Regions from separate parts of the Triticum aestivum genome. Here region 1 is linked to region 2. The links are chromatin contacts, called in public Hi-C maps. All regions are on one chromosome and are shown on one strand. The core of a region is the stretch at or near the end of the contact, and the rest is flanking DNA. Distances in the headings are between cores, read along the strand shown. Region 1 holds the start of LOC123062798 (phytolongin Phyl1.2). Region 2 holds the start of LOC123062796 (RNA-binding protein 24-B).

Region 1 (6,116 bases), core at 324-2,823, 130 kb before region 2:
GCGCCTGCACGGCACCACCGACAGCCACGGACAATCCACCAAACACCTACCGATCGCCGCACCACGCAACCACCGCGCAGCACGGCACAGGATTCATTCATCATCAAGGCGAGCGGAACTTCAGAGTTTCAGGGACGGAGGAGAGAAGAAGGCCCGGACCATGCGTACCGCGTTGACCGTCGCCGTGGCCGACGAGCGAGTTGAGGATGAGGAGCGCGGCCCAGGACGCGACGACGAGCGAGGCGGAGAAGCCGTACAGCCGCCGCCGCCTCATCCCGGCGGCCGCGCCCGCGCCCTGCTCGTGCGCCTTGGCCGCCGCCTTCCTCTTCATGAGGTCTCTCCGCGACTTCTGCATTTCTCCCCGCCTCGCATCTGCGCGCCCCGCGGCACCCTTGGTCCGGCGCGGGGAAGCGAGGGCGACGAACGGAATCCGAGCCGGGGGGAGGGAGGGGGGAGGGGAGGGGAGGCGCGCGCGCGCTCAGAACCGCGGCCGCGGGTCGGCGCGGGCGGGGGACGGGGCCGGGCGGCGGTGGGGCGAGCTGCGGGGGAGGGTGGGGGCTGCCTTTTGAAACGGCCGGAGCTCCATCGGGGGGAGGGATGGAAGGCAGGTGGAGAGGGGGGAGGGGGAGGAGGAGGAGGTGGAGGCCAGGGAGGCGCCCCTGGGTTTTGTATCGCGAGATCTCCTTGTCGGCTTACAGCGTTTGGCACGGCGATTCATGCCGCGTCGACACGTCCAGCCTGTTCGCCTCGCGATGAGGTGGCCCTTTTGTTCCCTTGCGACGTGGAACGGCAGAAACCCCGCTGCCTGCCGTTGTCACCGTCAGAACTCAAAAGCTTCGGTTTCAAACTGCGAAATTCCTAAATCAGGGAGAAATCACGGGGTAGAAAGCCATGCTTCCATGCGGGAAATGTGGGGAAACGGCCAAATTTTACGGGTCGATGATAATGATTTGTAGTGTCCATTGCAACAGTTTCATGTCGACCACCCTATAGGATTATTATTAGCAAGTACTGTCCTTTTTTTTCATGCCGACCATACTGAACAAACATCGTTAAAAGTCTGAAATAAATTTTAAAAAATATATACATCAATGAGAACTTGCATTCTTGTGAGCTGGTTTCACCGGAAAGTACCTAATCATCCGAGGGCTTAGTGTCAGGCCTAAATGATAATGTCTTTCATTGTCCATTGCGACACTTGTACTATTTCCATGCCGACCACCCTGAAAGGAGCATTATTTTTTCTCAAACAAGATTATCATCAACCACTCTGTACTCTACGGGTGGTTGGCTTCAGGATTGCCGATGAGGCATGGCGCGTCATTAGTGCTAGGTATACCTGTACTAGTATAGTGTCATCGCCTTGTCGACATGCAGCTGGACGGTACGACGTCAACCGAAACGTGATGTGGCCGACATACACGTCACAGTTTGGTTCGGCCGGTACTCTCGCGTGCACGACACGCGCGCCGGCCAATCGCAGGCTTCCGCGTGGCCCTGCCACGTAGTCCACATACCCCGGTGTCTACCGCGTATCCGTCTCTTCCTCTTCGGCTGTCGACTCGGGCCAGGGCACGCCTTTCCTCGTCGGTCTTGGAGTCGGAGACCGAGCCGATTCCCGAATCTCGAGGCGGCGCCAGACAAATAGCCACCGCCCAACGGCCCAGGTGCGAACCGGCCCGACTAGAGAGACCCTGCGTCCTCCTTCCTGCGCCGCAATTCGCCCGAGCGACTTCGCGCGACTCCTTTCGCTCCCTCCTCCTCCTCCGGATTGCGGCGCGACGGCGGCCGTGAGCGCGCGGTGCTCCTCCTCCTCCTCCTCCACGCCCTCGCGCCCAGATCCGGCCCCCAATGGCGAGGAACCCGGCCTGCAGCGTCTACGTAGGTGAGCCCCCTTCGCGTCGCGCTCCCCTCCTGCGGTCCTGCCCGCGTAACCGCCGCGTCCCGTTTGGTTCGGATTGAATTAGATGCGTGCCCTAATTTCTAGGGGTTTGGTCGATGTGCGTCTCGGTGGTCGATTGATTAGTCGCGCTAGGGTTATAGTGCGTGCGGGGAGAAGTGTAGATTAGAACGGTGCAATTGCGATTCATCCCCTTTTGCGCTTTCAGGCTTGTTTAGTGCCTGCTATGTATGAAGTATCACAATGTTATCCTGGTGCCACCGGTTGGTATTAGTAAAACAATTCTTCTGTGAGGGTGTTATCTGTTGTTGTACTTGTGGTTGTCGTTTGTTACATGTCAGCATGCGATGGTTATATAGTTCTAATTTGCCGGCCAAATGATTCCTGGTGAGCCATGACACTGCCATCTGTAGGTCGAGTTGCTAGTTATGTTGGTTGATAAAAAAAAACAGTAAACAACCTCGAAGGTTTGTTTCATGTTGCTGCAGTGTGCTCTGCAGGCATTGCAGTATAATTATCCTTAATGGTTGTGTTTTGGACAAAGAGCATTTCGAGTTTTGCACATGTATTTGGGGAATTACCTGACATGGAGACAAATTGACTCTTGCATTACCTGGAATAATAATCGCATAGCTGGGTCTGTTTGGGTAGCGCTCTTTTATCACTGTCTAGTTTTCTCGGTCACTTTCATAGGTTGTTACACTCTGTTTGCTGTTCTGAGGCATCACTGATTCACTGTATGCATATGGTGTTCTCTCTGGGCAATCCTAGTGTTCGGTCCTTTTTCTATGATTTATGTAACATCCCTGTACACATCTTACTACAGTCTGTTGTATTACTTAAGCAATGTTTTGTGTTGTATTAATTCTATGACCTGTTTTTCTCAACAGGCAACTTGGATGAGAAGGTCCCTGAAAGAGTCTTGTATGAGATTCTTATTCAGGCCGGTCATGTAGTAGACCTACACATACCATGTGACAAAGAAACTGGGCGTCCCAAAGGTTTTGCTTTTGCTGAGTATGAGACAGAGGCAGTTGCTCAGTATGCTGTTAGACTTTTTTCAGGACTTGTTAGGCTTAATGGTAAAACACTTAAATTTGCGGTATGTTTCTTCTTTTGTGATCTTCAATATAGATATGCTACATCTGTACGATCATTACCTTGCAAATTAACACTGGTTACAAATTGCAACTTGATTGGAACACACTAATTGTTGCCCTTACTTCTTATAACCGTGTATACATATGTGTGTTTTGTATTAATATAAGCAAGGTCTAATCCCTAAATTCGTATCAATTTTGACAGCTTTCCGGACAAGACAAGCCGTCATCAAATGGCAATAATCCAGTAATGCCTAAACTCAACCCTATACCATTACCAAAGCAGCCTCAGTTTGTGCATTCTAGTGATACACTTGTGTCGCATAAACCAGCATATCCGGTGGTAAATGGTGGGATTCCACATAATGGTTTTTCACAAGGCTATCATCCTTACAATGTTCACCCTCAAGGTGAGGCTATTTCCTAGGTCTGTTTATACATATTCCAGGATACATGACTTGATCTCATTGTGTTCTATTGTTTTCTCCTTTCACCAGCATTACCACCTCGACCCGTGCATGGGCACCGAGAGTTTGTCCATGGTACGTATGGTTACAACAGTCATGTATATGGTTCTGTTCTGAATGCTAGCTATGGAGGTTATGTTGTGAATGCTGTTGGTCATGGAGCTATGAGGCAACCAATTATTTACCCATCCTACTAGGCAGTAGGCACCAAAGAGCGGGAGCGGGTATAAAAAGTATGCAGGTTAAATGTAGCTTCTTAGTTCCTTGAATTCTCAGTAGCATCTTGTTTGTACCCTTGCACTTCATTTCCATGCATGTATATAGGGCTGGTATATCCGTTTTATCAACAGTAAGTTGGCAACGGAAGGCTCTGCCCAGTACATTGTACACCCTTTGTACTTGTCTAGAAGATAGCCTGCTAGATCTGTTCTCTTCCTTGGAAAATAAAGAAATGCAATAGCGGGGGCTGTTGCACCCCTGCTGACTCACGTATTAATGATCATATGCGTGGATGATTTGAGTTATTCCTAAAGTGCCTTGCTATGTACTCGAATGATCATTGCTGTTACTTACCCAGCAGATGTTGATGTCTCGGCTCCGAGGCCCCATATAATCATAAGTTCAAGTAAACTGTCCTATGTTTGTGTCCCTGCCTATCATCACAGAATTTAACCTCCATCAGGGACAACTAAATTTCTGGAATGCAATAGCACCTTGTTGTATTACTTGGCTCTATAGCTTTGTTGTTTGTGATTTCTGTGCTTAGGTGTCATTGCTTGGCTGGTATATCCGTTTTATCGACGGTAAATTGGCAACTGAAGGCTCTGCCCAGTACATCTCCTTCCTTTTCTTTAATCCCTGTCTAACAGATAGCTTGGTAGATCTTTTCTTTTCCTGGGAATCAAAGAAATGCAACATTGCTGGCCGTTTTCATGGCCTCTGGCTCGCGGATTAATGATCATATCAATGGATGATTTGAGTTATTATTCTTAAAGCTCCTTGTTGTGCACTCGAATGATCATTGCTCTTGCCCAGATTTCTCAGCTCTGGAGCCACGTATAATTATGAAGTCAAGTAACTTCCTGTGTTTGTGGCCCTGCTTATCAACACAGTTGAATCCCCATCATGGACAACTAAGTTTCTGGAATGTAGGCTTACCCACCAACCCTATATTGTTATTGTATTATACTCCCTCCGTTCCAAATTACTCGTCGTGGTTTTAGTTCAATTTGAACTAAAACCACGACGAGTAATTTGAAACGGAGGGAGTATATACTTGGCTCAATAGCTTCGTTGTTTTGTGATTTCTGTGCTAAGGTGTCATTGCTGGTTTTTGTCTTTTAGCCTAGAAACTTTGCTGTTAGGTGAAGGATAAAATATGTTGCGTGGTGTGTTGACAAGTTTGTTCTTTTTCCTACTAGTGATGTTCCACCTATCCTCTTATGTGTAATACTACTAACAGGTGACTTGTTCAGATTTGTCACTGTCCAGACCACCTAAAAACTAGCCTCTATGTTACTCTTGTGAAAGCACTAAATTTGACTCGTGAACGTTTTGACTCACCTAACCCCAAAGTATCTTATCATCGGACGAAAATTCTACAGCAAAAATACTTTTCTTCTCAAATCGCAACAGCAGACCCCTTAAAGCCTTCTCCAAGGCCGAAAACCACACTTGAAGGCATGCATCATTTTGCATCAAGATGGCGCGCTTCTCATTGCTTCCCTCCTCAAGTAAGTTATCTCTAATGCTCTCTACGTCTAGGGCTTCTTTCCTTGTCTGCTTGTTTATCCTTTAGCCACAACCGCCGTACAAGGCACATATCCTCTCTGCCTTTTCTGCTGCAGCTCCAACATTATATGAAAACCGAAATCATCTCTGCATAAAGACTGCTACTGCAGCAGCTTTACTCTGCGCCGTTTGTCTCCAAAACTTTTGCATCTCTCATCTGTGATACCAGCACATGTTGGTTTGAAGCTGCCCCTTGGCATTCCAAGGTCACAACCTCCACAGCCAGCCACGTACATGTAGTCTCTCCTCGACGCAAATCTCTTCCGAGTTTGCATGATCTCTCGCCGATCAAACCCGAGCGGCTTCGTCGTCTCAAGACTGGAGGCCATGAAGGAGGCCGCCGCCGGCGCCAGCGAAGGTGACGGCCTGGAGTCCAGCGTCTTCTTCTGCGTGGCCGTGACGTCCAGGGGCAAGGACAGGCTATCGTACTTCCGCTCCAGCGAGGTTGGCGAGGACGCGGAGGCGTCCCGTGCGCTGGCGGCGCTCTGCCTCGACCACGCGCCGGAGCACCACCAATGGCACCACCACACCTACGACGGCAGGCGCACGTTCGCGGTCCTTGCAGCTGACGACGGCCGCACGTACCTCGCCGTCGCGGAGCCCACGCCGGGCAGCACCGAGGTCGTCCGCTTCCTGGAGCGCGTCCGTGACACGTGCGGTTCCGCGCCGAGGAGGAGGCTGCGCGACGAAGCAGTGTCCGGCCTTGTGCGGCAGTTCGTGCAAACGCTGCAGGCCGGGATGAGCTCCTCCGCGGCTGCAAACTCGGTGATGCTCCCCGGCGACGGTTCATGGAGCGAGCACACGTCCGACAAGGACGAGGAGGCGCTGCCGGAGGAAGGCGCGCCACGCAGGCGGCCA
Region 2 (5,849 bases), core at 1,816-4,315:
TGTACCAGGCAACAGAATTGGCTAGACCAGACGCTGACCGGTGCTAGGCCATCCGGGTGCTACCAAATTTGAGTGACAGCCAAGAATTCATTGCTCCCCCTACAGAAAAAGTTGAGACGAATCTGCCGTCGAACAAGGAAGGCAACCTTTTCTTCCGCCGGGAAGACTATCATGCCCGCCGTTCCTAGTCCTACGTCAGTGGCACCGCCCAAAGATCGAGCGCCAGTGGAATCCGAAGCGCTGCGCAGACGCATATGGAGTGCCGCCACCTTTCCCCATGCTGCAGACTCCGTTGCCGCCAAGCGCCGATGCTCCTTTTCCTAGTTCACCGGCTGAACGGGGACCAAATTCCACCGCCAAAAAAAATGCTTGCCCATGAATATAGTTGGGACTTCGAACCCGTTTGATTGCCGGTAAATATAGGTGGGGCTTAAGAGTCTACTCCCTCCAGTCCTTTTCACTCCGCGTAACAGATTTGTGTCAAGTCAAACTCGACAAAGTTTGGCCAAGTTTATATTAGTATTTGCAACGCATATCTGATCACAGGAAAACTGTTCGTCTCATGCGAGAAGCCGGGGAGTTTTTGAGTTCGAGAGGCTTTCGGCCTTGCGTAGCACGCGCGCGTCCGCGGCACCGATGATGCAACCACACGAAGATGAACAGTGGGGTGAGGTCAGGGTCCTGCTTTTGCTTCAGGCGCAGAGCATCCAAAGTTCCAAACTGCAACGAGATAAATTGGGTGCGAAGCAACAGTCCAGTCCAGTCCAATCCGGTCCAGGCGCAACCGCAACTGCAGCAACAGCACGAGCAACAGCCACAAAATTACGCCGGGGTCCCTGTTCCTCCCAGGCCGGTCCCGGTCAAACCGGTCAACAAAAGACGTGGTGCAGAGCAGTTAATCCAACACTCTGAAGCACGTCAGAGGTCATGTAAACTTGGACCATTAACCTAGTAGTAGATTCCTCCCTTGCTCCGAGAGAGAAAAAAAATATACTCCAGCCGATTGTGTATAAAAGGATTCCCTTTGCAGTGAAAGCAGGCGGCCAAATGATTAGGCGGGATAAGCATATATGCAATGGGTGGACGAAAAGGAGTCTCTAGTTTCTATGGAATGCTACAACTGTCGCCGTATCCTAAATGCAGTACTACTAATAAGTACTGAATTGATAACAATATTGCATACACGTATACTTCCCTGATTTAAGCTGGGATGACAAAATGATTAGTTTTTCTCCTCCACCGCTTTGGGCGTTATTGAATCAAAAGGTCCATGATTGCCATCCCGAAAAGAAAATTTTGCCACCAAATGCAGTCCCCAAATATGGTGTGCGCTTTGTACCGAATTGTAAGCTGGGCGGCCACGAGTCACTCCCCAAGTCTACACTCCCCGTCGGCTAAAAGCCAGGCCATATAATACACATACATCGCCGCCAGAGCCAGACTGATATTCATATTCATATCGTGTGCCAACCTTCTCAAAGCAGACAAGGACTTTCCACCTTTCCTCATTGATTTCCGTAATATTCCCAATCAGCCACTTTATCATATATACATTCTCCAACTCAGGGGAGAATCTCCCTGTCTAGACACAGTAATTGGCCATTTCCGATCAATGCAGGAGTTGCACGTGAAATGATTCAATAATTCAACTCCTACTACTACAGTAACCAACCACAAGCAACAAACTGTCATATTTCCTTGTATTCTCCCATAATTCGTCTGCGAAAAGGAAGGCGCAACTATCAGTCGGCAGAGATCAAGATATTGCATGGATAGGTACACATATGTATACACACGGGCGTCGGAGATTGTATTGTTGCTGTCTGAGATATTGACCCGAGTGATGGATGGACGGCGCTGTTGTTATCGGGGGTGGCTTCAAGGCCAAGGGAGATAAATAGTCAGTAGGAGCTAGACACTAGAGAATAGAGACTGATAGGCCGCGCAAAAGCTTTGGCACAGCGTCCTTGTCCCCGGCCACTCCAAATGGTCTGGGCCGCCCCAGCCGTCCATCTCCAGATCAGATCTGATGGCACATCATGCGTTCCCCCTCGGGCTGCCAGCCAGTGCACATCATCAAATATACCCCCGTGCTTTTGCATGCGCTTTATGTGCACAATGAGAAGAAGAAGAAAACAAATTAAGGGCTCCAGCGCAGCTCGCTAGCTGCTCTTGCTCTCAGAGTGGCTAGGGTTACGGGCTCTGGAGATAATTCCCAATCATTTGTTCTAGTGCTGATTTTCATTCGCGGATGGATGATGGTACACGTCGATTAAACTGTAACTGAAAACAACCCAACTTTCGACGATTGGTGGACCAACGTTGTGTGTGGAGGATTAGGATATGGGCTCGCCGGAGAGATGAGCCAAGGGCGACAACAAAAAGAACGAACACGGAAGCAAAGCATTACTTATACTTATAAACATTAATAAAGGAGTACTCATAAATGATACGTGCATAGCATAGCATAGCAAAGAACTAACCTGGAGCTGATCGCAGTGGTGAACCTATACAAAACCTCCTGTGTTGTGTCACGGAACAGAACGGAATTTCGCGTCGGCCAACCCCACCCACCCCACGCCCTCTTCTGCTGGACGCGAGCAAGAACCCTGCTAAGTTTGCTCCCCTCACGCTCGTATCACCGGCCGATCACCCATGATTATCCTCCCTCTAGTCTAGCCATGACGACGCACGTAGCTAGTCCAACCAAATACTCCCAAAAAGAAGAGAATCGGATAAGTTCGCAAAGACCATCCGGAATGCCTCCACATCCTCCAGGTACCGAGCCCCCCAAATTCCCATCAGAATCCCGCTCCGTTCCGTTTCTGCCACTCCGTGGACAGGCACAGCCTAACGACACCCTGTAACAGCTGTTCACTCCGGCGGGGGCGTTCCGGTCATTCCACCGTGGGCTGGCTGGCGGGCGGGGGTGGGTGTGTCTCCCGGCGCGCAGTATTATTATACTGGGAGGGAGGGGCAGCATGGCTTGGACCAAAAGGACAAGGATGGATGGTGCATTATCATAGCCAGCGCCAGTATATATTTGCCCCTCCTCCCCTGTACACCCCCTTCCTTCCCCTCCCTCTCCCCCACCCCGCCCCTTTCTCCTCTAACCTTTAGCTTTTCCTCACTCCCTCCCTCCCTCCGTTCCTCTAACAAGAGCCGCTAGTGTCCTAGCCCAATTCAGATCCTTAGCTGCAGCTGGTTTTAGTTGCTTCCCCTCTGGTGCTGAGGTAGAAGAAGAAGGAGGAGGTAGCAGCATCGCCATGAGCCCGCCGAGTGTGATGGGGCAGTTCGGGGACACGACCTACACCAAGGTGTTCGTGGGCGGGCTGGCGTGGGAGACCCAGAAGGAGACCATGAGGAAGTACTTCGAGCAGTTCGGGGAGATCCTCGAGGCCGTCGTCATCACCGACAAGAACACCGGCAGATCCAAGGGCTACGGATTTGTATGCTTCTTCTATACCTCCTACTGTACACACACACACTCTCTCTCTCTCTCTCTCTCTCTCTCTCTCTCTCTGCTGGTTTTCCCTTCCCTTTCAGTTTCAGTGCAGTTTAGCTTGGAAGCAGAATTAAGCTTCTAGCTAGTGCAAGTGTTCTCTTTGCTACACTGCACATACTTTTTCTGTTTGCCTGAGCTGCAATATGAACGACGGATGCACTTTGAATTGGTGGTTTTGTAGGTTACCTTCCGGGACCCGGAATCGGCCATGAGGTCTTGCGTCGACCCCGCGCCGGTGATCGACGGGAGGAGGGCCAACTGCAACCTGGCTTCCCTTGGGGTGCAGAGATCCAGGCCTCCAACCCCGCAGCACGGTTAGTAGACATTTCCCATTCTCTCTACCAGCTGCTAGCTACATACACAAAGTAACATTAGAGAAGAGTTAATAGCTAGGTAGCCTAATTGAAAGCATTTCTTTGATGACACCCTCTCTTTAATTATTTGAACGCAGTTCAACTATCACACTAGGTAAAAGCTTTTGAAAAAGCAAAGTAATCGTCATCATTATAGATGCACTGCTGACTCTTCTCATTTCTCTGTGAGCTCTAGCTAGTATATAGTTTCATGATAACCAAGTTAGCTGTTATGATTTTATGCGCAAAAGCACCTTCGTGCAATTAGTATAAAGGAGCTCAATTAGGTCCATAAGGATCTTATTTTGGCATTTACTAGAGAATAAGAGGCTTAAAATGGCTACCTTTAGCTCAGTGCAACCTGATTTTCCCAAGCACAACAACGTCGCTGCCATTTGCTTTGCAGCTGGAAAACTAAATAGTGGCCTTGACAGGATATCCTCTGAGCATTTGCTTGCTGCAGAAAGTAGATAAAGGCGAAACAACATTAGAGGCGCAAAGTTGTTAGTTATCCTCGGAACAAGTGCCGTGTTTCGGATAATGTGCAACGTTAATTAGAAAATCCTAGGGTTAAATAATAAAATCCAACCGAGATGAATGCCAGATTCGAGAATCTTTTACTTCTATTATGTCGTCTTGCAATTCTGAAGACCGAGCCATGGCATGACCGCGAATATATATTCATCTTCATCAGAGGTGCATAGGAACAAGTGCATGCATCCCTTTTACAGCAGTGCGTCTTTTTGTTGATGATGCTAGCGAGTAATGTGGGTGATTAAAAAAACTTAGGGCTACTAACTTTTGTTTTGCTGATGATTTTACTACAGGAGGCGCTAGGAGCTTTCGAGTGATGAAGTCCTTTGGGCAGCAGCAGGCTGCGGCGGGGATCCAAGGTGCGCTGGGCGCAGCTTTTCCTTCGCAGGCCACCTTCCCTCATTATGCCATCCCACAAGGCCTCCCTTACCATGTCTATGGGTAAGTTTCTCTCTCTCTCACTCATCTCTCTCTCATGTGGTGAGGAACCTATGGAAAGTGTCTATGGACCAGCTGTGACGGAGGGTTAATCACATGCATGACATGTGCATTGTGACATCCCATCTTTGGTCAATGGCGACTGGCGTGTAACTTTTTAGCTTGCATGCAACACATCTCTCTCACACATATGCTCGCTCATAAAAGTGACAGAGCGTGCTCTAGTGCCACTGCACGTCTGCACATGACCGCTCAGTCTCACACTCTTGCTGCTCACTCTCTCTTTCTCTCTCTCACACGCACACAAGCTAAGCTTGCTGGTTTATCAAGTACATAATCTAATGCATCATTATTAATTTGTTAAGACATAACTAATGTTTCTTTCTCCCTCGCTGCCGCAGGTATTCTCCCTATTCTCCAGACTACGGTTATCCTGCAGTAAGTTCTATCTTCGCATTAGCAAAAAGTTCTATTGAATTCACCAACAGTTACATATTAATTGCTACGAGTTATTGTCATTAATTTCATTGAGGTTTAATTTGTGTAGACAAGAGAAAAAGATTAGCACATGGCTTTTAAGTTTGCATGTCGCTATACCAGCGTACTTAAAATGTTTCCTAGTATGTATGCATATCATGCATTTTATCATAAGAGCCATGATATGTGATGAAGGGATGCATGAAAAATAGCACTACATAAATGTTACATAAAAGTGAGCATCATGTTACATAGGATATGCTTCGGGGTCATAAAATGCAATGATGTGCAATAACCAAAGAAAGAAAGAAAAATGCTGACCATTTTGCCTCTGCAACTGCTAACTTTCAAGCCAACCTGGAGGATTGGTGTTCGCACTCTTTGTCTGTGCTGCAAATAAGCCCTGCACAGGTTTAACTTAAAAACAGAATGCTTGCTTTGTTTCTATTCATGGAAGCCATAGAATTAACAGTAACCTAGCTCACCAGCAATGGCTTGAGCATGCATAGTAAATTCTAGTATTCCTCTACCAGTACATAAAT

Evidence for each region. A called contact is a pair of places that touch in the nucleus more often than the background predicts.
Region 1: a contact with region 2 is called in a Hi-C map of leaf, with 5 times the contacts expected there. The contact joins the promoter of LOC123062798 here to the promoter of LOC123062796 in region 2. A contact is called at or near these places in 4 of 5 Hi-C or Micro-C datasets (leaf and an unstated tissue).

What each region holds. Positions count from the first base shown.
Region 1 is chr3A:638,465,807-638,471,922 of IWGSC CS RefSeq v2.1, reverse strand. LOC123062798 (phytolongin Phyl1.2) reads left to right here and starts at 1,573. Exons shown (of 5, transcript XM_044486466.1): 1 at 1,573-1,885; 2 at 2,791-2,901; 3 at 3,206-3,410; 4 at 3,498-5,200; 5 at 5,315-6,116. The coding sequence starts at 5,532. It overlaps LOC123062797 (SUN domain-containing protein 4), which reads right to left and starts at 533. Exons shown (of 4, transcript XM_044486463.1): 1 at 160-533. The coding sequence starts at 355.
Region 2 is chr3A:638,337,710-638,343,558 of IWGSC CS RefSeq v2.1, reverse strand. LOC123062796 (RNA-binding protein 24-B) reads left to right here and starts at 3,065. Exons shown (of 6, transcript XM_044486461.1): 1 at 3,065-3,449; 2 at 3,687-3,819; 3 at 4,686-4,833; 4 at 5,232-5,268. The coding sequence starts at 3,267.